Regions from separate parts of the Arachis hypogaea genome. Here region 2 is linked to region 1. The links are chromatin contacts, called in public Hi-C maps. All regions are on one chromosome and are shown on one strand. The core of a region is the stretch at or near the end of the contact, and the rest is flanking DNA. Distances in the headings are between cores, read along the strand shown. Region 1 holds the start of LOC112737769 (probable serine/threonine-protein kinase SIS8). Region 2 overlaps LOC112737771.

What was found. Hi-C and Micro-C count contacts between places; a contact is called where the count stands out from the background.
Region 2: a contact with region 1 is called in a Hi-C map of leaf, with 2.5 times the contacts expected there. The contact joins the enhancer-like site here to the promoter of LOC112737769 in region 1. A contact is called at or near these places in 2 of 8 Hi-C or Micro-C datasets (both in leaf).

What each region holds. Positions count from the first base shown.
Region 1 is chr13:25,440,316-25,447,271 of arahy.Tifrunner.gnm2.J5K5, forward strand. LOC112737769 (probable serine/threonine-protein kinase SIS8) reads right to left here and starts at 3,696. Exons shown (of 14, transcript XM_025787853.3): 1 at 3,143-3,696; 2 at 949-1,349. The coding sequence starts at 1,194.
Region 2 is chr13:25,521,999-25,528,954 of arahy.Tifrunner.gnm2.J5K5, forward strand. LOC112737771 reads right to left here. Exons shown (of 4, transcript XM_072211500.1): 2 at 6,111-6,956; 3 at 4,920-6,020; 4 at 4,400-4,820. The coding sequence ends at 4,791. Among protein-coding and RNA genes, the nearest start is that of LOC112737771, 5.4 kb to the right of the region's middle. Within about 2 kb of position 3,538, at least 2 of the 3 cell types and tissues checked have open chromatin away from gene starts, as enhancers often do.

The sequences.
Region 1 (6,956 bases), core at 2,446-4,945:
CCTTTGTATATCATATTGGCCAAAGGAAAACCATCAAACCAATCATGTGGAAAGCACCAAAAGCATTCCAAAAAATTAATCCCCTCCAATAAAATCAAGCGAAAATGGAATCAATTAAAACTATTGAAAATAAGCTAGATGCACCAAACCGACCAAGCTATAAGAAAAGATGCAAGGCCCATAAGGCCAACCGCAACACTCCCAAGATTTCAAAAAATCCTTCAAAGGAGATCTAACCATAGGAATTACAAATTGATAAGTCCCTGATTCTGAATCTAAATCACACAACTTTTAGGGACAAAACAATGAGAGGCCTACAATTCTTTAGCAAAAGTAAATTGAGTCAATACTATTTTATATGTATAAAGTATAAATCCCATCTTATGGAATGTTGAGTTGAACATAATTAAGCTTGACCCGATGAATGAATTCAAATCCTTATCTCGAGCTTGATTCTTAAGCCCAGCTTATTAAGGTATTAATTGAATTGCAAATGATATGATATGGCCTGACTCACTTTCACTCCCACAACTAAATAACTTAAGAATTTAATATGGTATATATATTAATTGAGATAACCCAAGCGTGAATATTTGTACCATGAATGAATCAAAATGTGTCATGCCAAGAAAGAAAAAAAAAAAAAATATATATATATATATAGACACACACACTCTCTTTAAATTGTAAAGAAAATGCAAGCACTAAATTAACACAATAATATTTCTTCTAAAGAATAAATGCCAAACACAAAAGAAAACTTCAGGGGAAAATTTCACTTTTACAATTCAACCTTGGTATATATCTCTACTATCTAAAAGTATTTATTTCACTTTTCTGCAATGATTATTATTTACAATTCAACATAATAAATTATTATTTACTAGAAACTTTAGAAGATAATGTATATATCCACATTGAGAGGGTAAAGTATGAATCAATCCTCACCGGAATAACTGAATAAAAACCATTTGGTATTGGTTCTGAAAGCATTCCAGTGTGCCAGAGAATCTGTGATGCTTTATGCGGTGACATGACATCTTCATTAGAATGTCTATGTGAGTCACTATCATTTAAGGTTTCTTGAGAACCCAAAGAAACAGATCCAAATTTTCCAGCAAAATCTGAAGGCCACGCTGACATGCTGGATGGCCTTTGCGTTGCCTGCCCTGCATCTTCTTGTGTCTCCTCCATGTTCTTATATACTTGGAATGAAAAACCATTTTGCCACACTTCTTAACCCATAAAAGATGTACGAAAGTTTAAGGAAGTTATTAAACCACAAATCATTGAATTGAATGCCTACTTGTTTTGTAGCCTCAACCATTTCAAGTTGAGGGCCATGCAACCTGCATCAACCAAATAAAAAGATGTCAGGAAGTTTAGGATGAGAAAACCATATCACAATATAGCATCCAAATCAAAGAAATTTCAAATCATTAAATGATAAATACCAAATAAAACAAAACATTTCCTACCATGAGCTGGTAAAGTTTCACCTTAAAAAATAAGAGAGAATTTTTTTAAAATAGCCTAGCTCCTCCTTTGCAATAATCTCTCTATGAACTATACATCCACAAGTCACAACAGACACTACTAGGTAAGCCACTAAAATTGATCCCAAGAGTAATCACACAAGGCAAATACAAAACAGAATTTATCAATAGTGACGAGCTCAGGGGAAATAGAGAACAGGGATGACGCGAGTCTAAAACATGCAAAAGACAAGTAAACATTAAACAGTCGTTAGTCATGGATAAACCCGTCTGCATGTTTGGCACCCCCATCATGTCTTTTCTATGGGTATGCCACAGAGAAACAAAATATATTGAAGCCAGAATCTATCCTCACAAAACAGATTTAGACATCATATGAGTATAAGAGGACCAAGACACTTCCATTAACAGATTCAATTATCTAGGTTAAAAAGTAGCACTTATCTTCAATACTAGGCTTCGATAGAATTATACTATGGTTATGGTTATATCAAATAGCATTCTTGTGGGTGACAAAAATGTAACATTTGATCCTTGCAGATCTTGTTTTGAACCCTGACAGTATCATTTTATGTATTAATCATGTAAAATTGAAACTCCAAGACACATGCATCTATATTGGAATTCCATACATTTTTTATTTAGATTATTTTGAAAACAAAATATAAAACTCCCGCGACAAAATTGGTAAAATGTGTGTTGCCTTTATTTGGTATATCAAGATTCTCTACCAAAGTTTCTCCATTCAGGTTTTTATTATATATAAGCTTCATTCAAGATTTTCAATTTCAATTTTCTTTCCAAACACAATTTCTACACACAATTTGGTAAAATGGCATAACAAAAGGGAAAGATTTTTCATATTAAATCCTCTCCTATTTATATTTCATCCTTCATTCATTAATGTATTTTTAATTTTCTATGATTTATTGATGCATTTCTAGGATTTAGTGTATGTTTGGATTAGCTTACTTTACATTCAAAAAGGCCTACAAAAAATATCTTATGGACATAACTTTTATATACTGCATGATTCTTTTGTAATCAAGCAATCTAAACAAAAAGTTAGGGAAAAGAATAACACCACCACTACCATGCATCTCGTGAGGGGAAAAATCATAAAAACTAATTACTCGGACATCAAAGGCGCAGCTAGCACCCAGGATTTGCAAGAACAGCAGAAAAATCAAGAAATATAAACAAAACTTCACAACCACGCAATGTCAAAATTCCATGTTCTACTAGTCATGTTTCAAAATTGACAGTAAGCAAGAGTGACAATTTCAAAGTGCATATATATATATATATATATAAGGCAAATAATATCTTCTTTTTTCCTCAATTGAAACTAAAGCAAGCTTAACCCCAACGCGGGCTCAACTTCATTCAATACAAAATCTAAATCACTAATAAGCATGCTTAAAAATAAAAACGGAATATAAAAAATTACAAAACCACATCAAGGATTATACGAAAAAAAAAAAAGCATCAATGATCAAACATCCAATGCAGAAAAGGAGGATAAAGAAATTATGAAGGTAACTGAATTAAAATTGCCGCCAACAGAATCGCTAAAATCCAAAAGGGGATAAATGATGATTATTACAAAGAAGAGAGAGAGAGAGAGAGAGAGAGAGAGGTTATACCGCCAGGCACGAGATCCAAGCATTCGGTTTGAAACGCAAAACGGGGTTTGTCCTTCAGTGGCATTCGATTTTCAGTGGCTAATCATTATTCTAACGACGACTTGCGGCCAAGGCATTAAACACGCGTGCGGACGCCCAAGTGAAGAGTGGTTATAGAAAACGACAGGAACAAGGTGTGATGTGATGCAAACAAGGAAACGTATAGAGAGAGAGAGAGAGAGAGAGAGAGAGAGAGAGAGAGAATTGTTTGTATGGGTTAATAACGGATTTGGAATTTTGGATTAATGGAAAGCGATGGGCTTTTGGTGGGTTTGGGAGAGAAGTCAGAGAACAGAGAAGTAAATAACTAATAAGATTGAGTCAAGAGAGAGCGAAAGGGGTGGTGGCCTGCTGGGGAGCTGACGGGTGGTGAGTCACGTGCTTGGGGTGATTGGAGTCTTGGAGATGTAAGAGGGAAGGGATCTCCCATGCCCATTGCCCAGCCAGCTAGCTCAATAGTCAATAGCCGCTGCTTCATTAGCGTGAAAATTGAAATACTGGTTATTAAATTCCACTTCGTAATCCGTGATCAAGTTATTGATTTATTGACTATTGACTCCACCACTGAATTATTAGCTAAACGGACAATAATTAAATAAATATATAAAATTATATAACTTTTAAAATTAAATAATAAAAATAAAACATTTCGATAGTAACTTAAAATTGAGAAAGAATATTTATTTAAATTGGTGTCTAAGAATTTTTTTTTTTTTTTTGAAAGAAAGAATTTAACATTTGAAGCGGAACATACAAAGACAAAGACAAAAAAAATAAAAGACGAACCAACTTTTATGTTATCTTTGGCATAACCATCAACAACATGAGTTAGTTACCACACCACTCTATAGCACATAAAAACGATTGAGTCGCACAATCTACAACGTCTGTTGTCTTGTTCTGGAATATTACATCATTCTTTCGTAGCCAAATGTTCTATATAATTGAGAAAAACCCAACTAACCAATACTTGCGCACCTCCTTTCTTATAGGCATGGATCTCCAACTCTCAAAGTGATCTTTCAAAGTGCCGGGAGCTGTCCACACCTGACCAAATTCCGTGATCCATGCATACTACACCTACCAAGAGTACTCATAAATAACAAACAGGTGCCGAACATTTTCAATTTTTTTGTTACACAACACACACATATTATCATTTTGTTATAGGATTCCCAACCTACTCAGTCGGTCCTTTGTATTGACCCGATCAACCAATGCAAACCAAGTGAACAACTTAACTCGAAGCGGAACTAAGCCTCTCCAAATTTCTTTTGTGAATCTGTAGCTGAGAATCTCCTCGTCCAAAGTCGCTTCCTGAAAAACCTGCACAAATGAGTTAGTAGTATAAACGTCTTCCTTGTCAAATTTTCACACCACTTTATCTTGCACTTCTGCTATCAGTCTAACAGATTGCACTTCTGTTTCCCATTGGCTGAGCTCCCGCCTCCACTGAAAATGTCAAACCCACTCTATCCCATCCCAAAACCCACAATCCCCAATTGATGATCCTTTTTTGCTTGAAATCAAGAAGAGTCTCGGATAAAAGTCTTTCAACTTTCCCACTAGGAGCCACGTATCCACCCAAAATCTGGTGGTCCTACCATCCCCTACCTCTATAGCAAGGCCATCAATCATCTTCTACTTTACTTGTTGCTCCTTTATTTGTAGTTGACATATGTCTCTCCATGGGCCACCTCTCTCTGGTAAAGTCTGAGTAAACAACAACTGATTTGGGTTCAAACTATTACAAGAACACACAATCTTCTTCTAAAGCGGACAGTCCGCCTTTGAGAACTACCACCACCATTTAAACAGTAAAGCAGTATTACAAACCACTACATCACCCACCCCCAGTCCTCCTAACTTCTTTGGTGCCTGGATCCTCTCCCACTTTACAAGAGCTATACTAGGTCGTCCGTCATCCTTCCCCTAGAAGAACCTCCTCTGCAAAGAGATGATTCTTCGTGCAACCGCATTTGTCATCTTATACAAGCTCAGGTAATAAGTTGGTAGGTTATTTATGACAGATTTAATGAGTACCAGCTTTTCAATCTTACTTAGGACCTTCGCTTTCTATAAGCTGAGCTTCTCTTCCACCTTATCTATCACCGGCTTCCAAGGTTTTACTAATCACGGATTCGCTCCTAGGCTAATACCAAGATACCTCACCAGTAGGGCTGCCTCCTGGCAACCAAGCATCTGACACATCCGACTAGTCCACTCCTGACTGCAATTCACTGGTATCAAGCTGGACGTCTCAAAGTTAATGCTCAATCCCGACATAATCGCGAAGCACCTCAGAAGTCTCTTATAATTTCTCATTGTCTCCTCCTTGGGCGGACAAAATAATATTGTGTCATCCGCAAATTATAAGTGTGATAACTCAATATCATCCCTACCGATTAAAAGTGGAGATATTCGACCATTCCTTACTGCCTCCCTGATCATTCTGTTGAGCACATCCACCACCAGAACAAACAAAAACAGCAATAATGGGTCGCCTTGACGAAGTCCCCTCTCCATTTTGAAAGCTTTTATTGGTGACCCATTAACCAGAATAGAGATAGATGCCGACCTAATACACTCCTTGACCCGTACCCTCCATGTACTACCGAATCCCATCTTCTCTAACACAGTATCGACAAAGCACCATTTAACTCTATCATAGGCTTTGTGGAAATCCAGTTTGATAATCGCTGATGCCTTTCTTTTCAGTTTTAACCAGTGCACAATTTCACATGCAATTAAAGCTCCATTGTGTATCTTTCTCCCCTTCACAAAGGCACTCTGGAATTCTCCAACTAAACCTGGCATGACACTCCTCATTCTTCGTGTCAGCAGTTTAGAAATAACTTTATAAATACATCCAACCATGCTGATAGGTCTGAGGTCTTTTATCTCTTTTGCCCCAACGAATTTCGGAGCCAACACTACCCATGTGACATTGGAGTTTGTTGGTAGTCTTGCAGTCGCAAAAAAGCTCATCACAGCTATAGTGAATTCCGATACAATCTCACTCCAACACTTTATAAAATTTATGTTGCATCTATCACTCCCTGGAGCCTTAGAAGATTTGCAGTCCCATACTGCCTCTTTCACTTCCTCTACTGATGGCATCACCTCTAGGGCTTCAGTTTCCTCCCTCTCCAAACGGTTGACTAATCCATCCGTAAAGCTCAAAGCTGGGGAGACTTCCTGGTGGTACAGACGTTTATAAAAGTATCGAATCGCCACCTTGATTCTCGCTTGATTCCTTACTAGTCTCCCATTAATAACCACTGACTCTATCCTGTTATTCTTTCTTCTTGCCGAAGCAATATTGTGAAAATACCTTGTATTCCTATCCATCTCATTAGCATGCCGAGCCCTAGACATTTTCTTCCAGTGAACATCCTGTCTGACATACCACTTCTCACAGCATCTCACTAATGCCCTTCTTCTTGCCTGTTGTACCATCATACACTCCACACTACTAACCATATCATCCACCTTCTTTATCTCTTCCTCAAATTTCCTTATCTTCTCAGCTATATCCCCAAAATGCTACTTATGCCATCTCCGTAGTGGTACTGATAGCGCTTTCATCTTGTCTAAGAATTGCACATCACCTGATTCCCCTCCACTCTTCCTTCACCATTCTTAGAAAGCCTTCATGTGTGAACCACGAGTCCAAGCTTCGAAAAGGTCTTGGGCCATCAAACTTTCTGCTATTTTTCATTATCAATGGATAGTGATCTGATAAGCCTCTTAGACCTCCCTTTAGTCGTGTCCC
Region 2 (6,956 bases), core at 2,288-4,787, 82 kb after region 1:
TAGATAACTCTGAAGTCTTAACTGTTTCTTCTTATATCATTCACAACTTGTTTACTGCCTGCCTTCTGATATTCTGAATTTACTGTTTAATGCTTTTTGAACTCTCAAACACCACTTTCTGTTTGTCTAACTAAGTAAATCACTTAACGATTATTGCTTAGTCCATCAATTCTCGTGGGATCGACCCTCATTCACTTGAAGTACTACTTGGTACGACCCGGTGCACTTGTCGGTTAGTTTGTGGTTGTAAATTCCGCAACAGTATCCGTGAGCTTCTATTTTCGCTCATTAACATTTCTGGTTGGCCATTTGAAAGAAAAAAAAATCACAAACCATTGCAGCGATTTATATTTTGAGGCACTTAATCAGTTTAGTGAGGTGTCTGGACAACATAATGCTATGATGGATAACTCGAATCAACTATACCGACTAAATGGAATTGCTCATGTGGTAGAAAACATAAATGAAGAGATTAAAAATGTTAAATATTTTTCTATTACTGTCTTGACTATGATAAATGTCATGAGAGTGTGAATTTTTTATGCTAGAAAAGATCTATATAATTATGTTTGATTTTCAAGAGTATTAGAATTATTTTTTAAATTAAAAATTTTCAATAAACATATTTGTATTATTTTAAATAAACGTATTCGTATATTTTGAAATTAAAAATTTTAAATAAACATACTGTTGCTGATTTCTTACATATATAATTAGTAAATGTTAGATAAACGTATTGTTGCTAATTTCATACTTATATAGTTAGTGAATTTTGGATATTAATTTTATAGATGAGTTGATGTGTTGTTACTGTGAGGAGGTAGTAGAAAATGTCATTACACGATCACATCATCCCTTATCTTTAGGTTGCTGGGTTGTATCATGTTGCTAGTCTTCACGATTACTGGTTTAAGCTTGATGAGGCTCTTATTAGCGCATTTATAGAGCATTGGCATCCAGAGACTCATACCTTCCATATGCCTTTCGGAGAGTGCATAATTACATTACAGAATGTTGCCTACCAGTTTGGACTTCCTGTAGATGGTGAGTGGTTGTCTGTTAGAGTTTGAGTTGTACATGTCCGAAGGAAGACCAGCATGGATATGATTTTATGAGTTATTTGGTGAGCTTCCTCCTAATTAATATATTCACAAGCACACTATCTATCAAATTTGGTTCCAGCAATGATTTATGGTTCTCCTGTCGGATGTCAATGAAGATACTGTTAGGATTTATTCTTGAGCGTACATTATGGTGCTTTTGTCTACTTAGTTATTTGGAGATAAGTCTGGTGCTCGGGTACACATTCGCTGGTTGCCCTATGTTGCAAAGATGGATGAGTTGGGAAAATATAGTTGGGGCCCCGCCACGTTAACGTTGGCCATAAGCAATGTTCCACCGTACTTACCATACAAATGAGTTCCGTCAACGCTGACTAGAAGCTTACAATGTTTAAACGCCTCAACACACAGTGGAAAAGTCCAGAAAAGCCGATAAAAATAGACAGTATTATCGTCGACTCCATTCCTTTGCCTTACCGGCAAAGTCTTCAACACAGCTACAGTGCCTAGCAAGGACACCTGTACACTTTCAACCCATCTAGGAAGGTCGTTATATGACTCTTCCCAGTGACCGTATATTTGTGCAATTTCCTTCTGCTTGGCCATCCAAACCTTCCTATAACTCGGCATAAAATCGTAATTTGCCTCTGTCGCATTCTGCAACACAAAAACAAAAGCATCGGCTCTAATCATCGGAAAGATTGAAGCACAAATGACATGATAATCTAGCAGTCGGTGGTCACTCGATATCTCGGTCGCTAAACATGTATGAAGATCGTTGTATCATCTTACCTCCCAGTATCCCTTCTTTTGTCGGAAGGTCACCCAACTCAACCAGTTGCACCCATTGCCAAACTCCTTGCACTTGCCATGATACTTCATGTAATCTGACTCTAACACTTTATACTCAACCCCGTGACGGATACTATAGTTCTTCACACAAAGAACCACCTCTTCCTTGTTTTGAAATTGTTGGCCAACTTCAAACTCATTCGGTATAGGAGCCCGAGATGATTGAAGTTGCCTAGTCCTATAGCCCAAATCTGCAAATCCCTGTTAAGCCATAACATCAAGATTGAAGGTTGACAAGTTAGGAGAAAATCGTTGTGTGGCTGAACCCTCAAACGGAAGGCTGGTGAGTTGAACTGGAATAGCCCCCATGTCTTCGTCACTATCAACACCAATCGTAAGTGGCTCGGCATCATCATTGTCCTCGCCAAGAGCTTCTTCTCTTGGATCTGCCTCGCCAGCATCGATGGGTCCCCGAGCAACCCCAATAGGTGATGATATTGCAAGAGCAAGCTCACCAAACGTGTGATTATCTCCGATGTCGCACCCATGTTCCACTTGCGATTCAAATTTACAGCGAAAGTAGGAGAGGTCACAAAAATTGTAATGGCTAAACTGACGAGAGTAGAGCTAGACGCTCCGATTGTGCCCACAGAAAGAGGATTCAGAGCCAATCCTCTAAAACTTCTAACCACATCTTCAAGCTTTGCATACAACTCTGCCATACGGACCTCCGGAAAGTTTCGACGACAATGAAATATTACTTGCAAGTCATTATCGTTCTGTAATTCGAACGAATCGAACTTTACAAATCCTTGACCAACTGCAATTGGATTCCTATATAACAAATGACACACTCTTTTTTCCAACTGACCCAGTTTTTTGTAGAATATTATTCTGTAACTCTACTAATGTTGTGGATGGCCTTATAAATTATAACATATGGCTTCTTCTTATCGGTAAAGGTAACACCCTCCATAGTCTCTTCAATCTCCGTGTTACAATGTATGAGTGCTAGAAAACTATCATCACTATCACCCATCTTTTAACTCTACAACACTTGTATCTTGTCTCGGGCTATTTATGCAGCTGGGTTGTTCTCTATTACCCATAAATCGTTGACTTTCTTACTGTTTTAACCATATATAGCATAAATCGTTGGTTTGCAATATGTTCTGTGGTAGATGTACGTAAATCATGAACTTTCCTTTTGTTTTTGGTCTCGTACATATAAATCATGGGAATCTCTCATGTTTTACTCTTTCTTGACATAAAAACTAGGTTGATGCCATGATTTAGCTCAAAAGGAGAATTTAGCCACTGCACACTGTCAGTGCATGAATCGTGGTACTCATTTGAGTTTTATATAATTTTTTGAAAACCTATAACAGACCCGCGATTTATATAAAAATCAAAAGGACAAAAATGTTGTCTTTTTTTATTTAGGACAAATTGGTAGTTTTCACACTCAGTTAGTTTATTTAAGTAATTTATCCTTGAATCGATGATGTATTTTTTTAAATATTATTATTACATATTTATAGTATTTAGATGATTTTTTATTTTATTTTTCTTTCAAATTTTTTTGAATTTTATTTGTAGGTACCCAATTATCCAAACTAATCCAAACCAACCCGAATCAATTAAAATTTAATCAGTTCAGTTCTCATTCTCTCACAAATCCGAACCAACCCCATCCGTGAATACCCATAGGATACCCATAGGGGTCTCCTTCTCGGGCAGGTTATGATTGTTCGGGCCTGGTAGCTTTGCTGGCCCAAGGCCTAAACAATTTAATGTTATAAATTCACCTCTATAATTCTTCATAATTTTAAAAAGTATATGGAGCTTGAAGGTCTTATATATTCTTTCTCCACCAAAGAAAGCTCCTACAATCATATCTATCTTAAGTTTTTATTTTTCTTCTCATCTTTCATTCTTTCTTCACTCTACTCATCTGAGAAGAGACTCAAAAACAGTTTGTAATCTAGGCATTTCTAATCTATATCTTAGTCCACATCACATTCTTATAAATCATGGATAGTTCATACACATTACATAACATCTTTCATCAAGATCTTAGAAATTGCAGAGTTTTCTGACTGATTCTTTTCAATCGTCACTATAACTAATTCAGTAGTGATCTCTAATCCTAAGAAAACTTAAAAGAAAAGATATTTAAGTTCTTAGATTGATGTTTAATCCAATCTGAGTCACTCTTAGTCTTGAAAAGACTTGTGAAAGAATATCTAACGGTGTGTTTGCATTGCATTTTATTTTCTGTTTTAATTTTCAATATTTTATATTTTCAGAATGTTATGAAGAAAAAAGAAAAAATAAGAAGTAAAAGTAGAAAACAAAATTTTATTATTTTCCCTTTTTTCTTCACTAAATCCTGAAAATAGAAACATTGAAAATCAAAACGCAAACCAAACACACCATAAAATTCTTAAATTAGTGTTTGATCTAATGTAAGTCACTCTTAGTCTTAGTTTTGGAAAAGCTAATGAAAAGAATATCTAAAGTTCTTATATTGATAGTTGATCTAATTTGATCAATGCTTAGCCTGTCAAGGCTTAAGAAAGAATATTTATTTGTATACTCAAATAGTGAAACTCACGTTTTCTTAAGATTGCAACTCGTTCTAAAGAAAAAGTAAATTTCAGAAGAAAACTTTAGGACTGTTATATTACAAGAACATTACTTGAAGATGATATAATTTATACAGATTTTTTTTCATGAAACTTATGACATTTACAAGGTAAGGAAATTGCGATTTATTTCGCTGACTTGTATACCACCTCATGTATATTGAAGCAAAAGGGAGATCAACTTAGGACGGGAAAATAAAACAAAATAGAACAAATTACGTTACCAAATTATTCCACATCTTGGAAGTAAGACAAATGGTCAATTGCTCTTCTCCAGAGTCCAGACAATTCAAGCTTCAGGAATGGGGGGTAGAGGTTCCTGAAATTAAAAAAAAAAAAAGTTGTAGGATTATAAGCATGACTATACCACATTGATAAGTTAGAAATACAACATGAAGCACAGAATTCACTGAATTACCTCAGCCAGCCGCAACTGTCCGTGATGTACATTAGAAGATTTAACAATGATTTCCCACTTAGGATCAGCTAATGCTGTCTTGGAAGTTTGAGTTCGAGCATGAGTACTGGTGGCAACATTAGACCATGTGGGTAAATTCCTCGAGGAAACTGCAGGTAAAGTGCGTTTTAACCAAGATTCTGAAGGAGCTTTTGGCAAAGGAAGGGCAAGAGGAGTCTTTGCAGAGTTCGCATTTGATGTTTCTCTACATCCTAAACATGTAAGCAATTTTCTTTCTAAGCCCATCTTTCCATCACTTGCCATGTTTAAGCTTGCCAAAGTATTATTGTCATCCTGGCTAGAGCTTTGAGCACATTCTTGATCGACAGATTCGGTAGCCCCGTGGATCTTTAGATCAACTTCTGAATCGCCAGTCAACTTCAAATTCTTCTGTGACATGGGATTCACAGTTTGGTCCTTACAACTTCTCTTACTACCAGGAAATCGAGATTGTGATTCTGTTTGCTTGCTTCCAATGATTTTTTGACTTGAAGTCACAACCAACTCATGATCTAAGTTATTTTCTTTGTAGCCAGTTTTTGTCAACCCTTCCTTTTCCAAGTATGTGGTGTTGGAATTATTTTCAATTTCCACCTTCATATTATTACTAGAATTATCAGAACAAAGAAGGCGAGAGGAATCAAGAGACATTAAACTTTCAGGAGTTAATGTTGTCTTCTCATCTGCAATATCCACTGGTTTGCAATCTTCAAGTGAAGAATTTATAGTAGGATTTTTATCAATCACACTGTCTTTTCTTGAAGTCTTGAAATTATCCCTTCGTTGATTGACTTGATTTATTTGACCCTTAATTTCAGAAGAACATGAAGTTGAAGACTTAACCTTCCGTACAGAATCAACATATAGAGTTTTCTCAACAACAGGGCTTTCACAGATAGATTCGAATCGAGTTCTCTCAGCAGATGAAAATTCGCTGCAACCTCTTCGATGTGGATCAATAACATGATTAGATTTTTCAGGAATACCTGCAGAATCTTTCTCTTTTGTGAAGCCAGACTGAGTACCTGCTAAACTTTTTCCATAATTAGCAGTTCCAGTATGCTGCAGAAAGAAGTAAAAAAAAAAAAGGTGAATATAGATAAAGACGAAGTGAACTACCAAAACATAAAGTAGGTAGTGACCAATTAATACCCGTTTTGCGGTTGTTCTCTGAGATGCACCATGCATTCGATGGACTGGAGAATTCAGAATCCTATCCTCCATTCTTAATCCTGGCATTGGATTCAAAAGGCAGAAACGAGGAAATAGCCCACAAACTTTGGGTGCAAAGTTCTCAGCAATGTCATTATCATCGCTTTCATATTCGCTTTCTTCCCTACCAATATTTTGGGCATAATGTGGCATGACATTTTGCCATTTGGGGTTAAGGGGACGAGGCTTTTCTCCATTTACTACTTTCTTTACCAGTCTTGGCTGTTCTTTCATAACAACAGGTTTCTTAGAGGTGTATTGAACTTGAGATGTTTCAGAAGCCATTGCCTTCGCTGCAGGCAAGAACCTCCCGATCATGAAATCACGAGCCTGTTGATCAGCTGAGAAACTCGTGGACGGTTGGACCTCTTGCTCGTCCCATGCACTCAAACCACTGATACTACAAGTCATGAAGAATGATTCTGTTCTAGAAAGTGTATCAATAGCATCTTGATATATCTCGTCCCCATCATCCGAACCAGAACTTGTCTTTTCCTGAATTATCTCTTTTATGCTTTCATGTTTTGTCGTCACCTTATTGTCCGAAGATGAGCAACTCTGAGAGCTGGAAATGCTGCTTCCTATCCCGGACTGAGTAACTAATGTAGCTTTAGGAACTTTATCAGAATCTTTCTGTTCAACCTTTGAGGCCCTCCCAGGTGGAAGCTTTGGAGTAATGACATGTCGTTCGAGAAGCAGAGTTTCCGATTTACCTTCTTCCTTTGGCCTCCCAGGACTCTTCTCCCACACAAAGGGAACGGTTCCAGGATTACTCACAGGACCTGA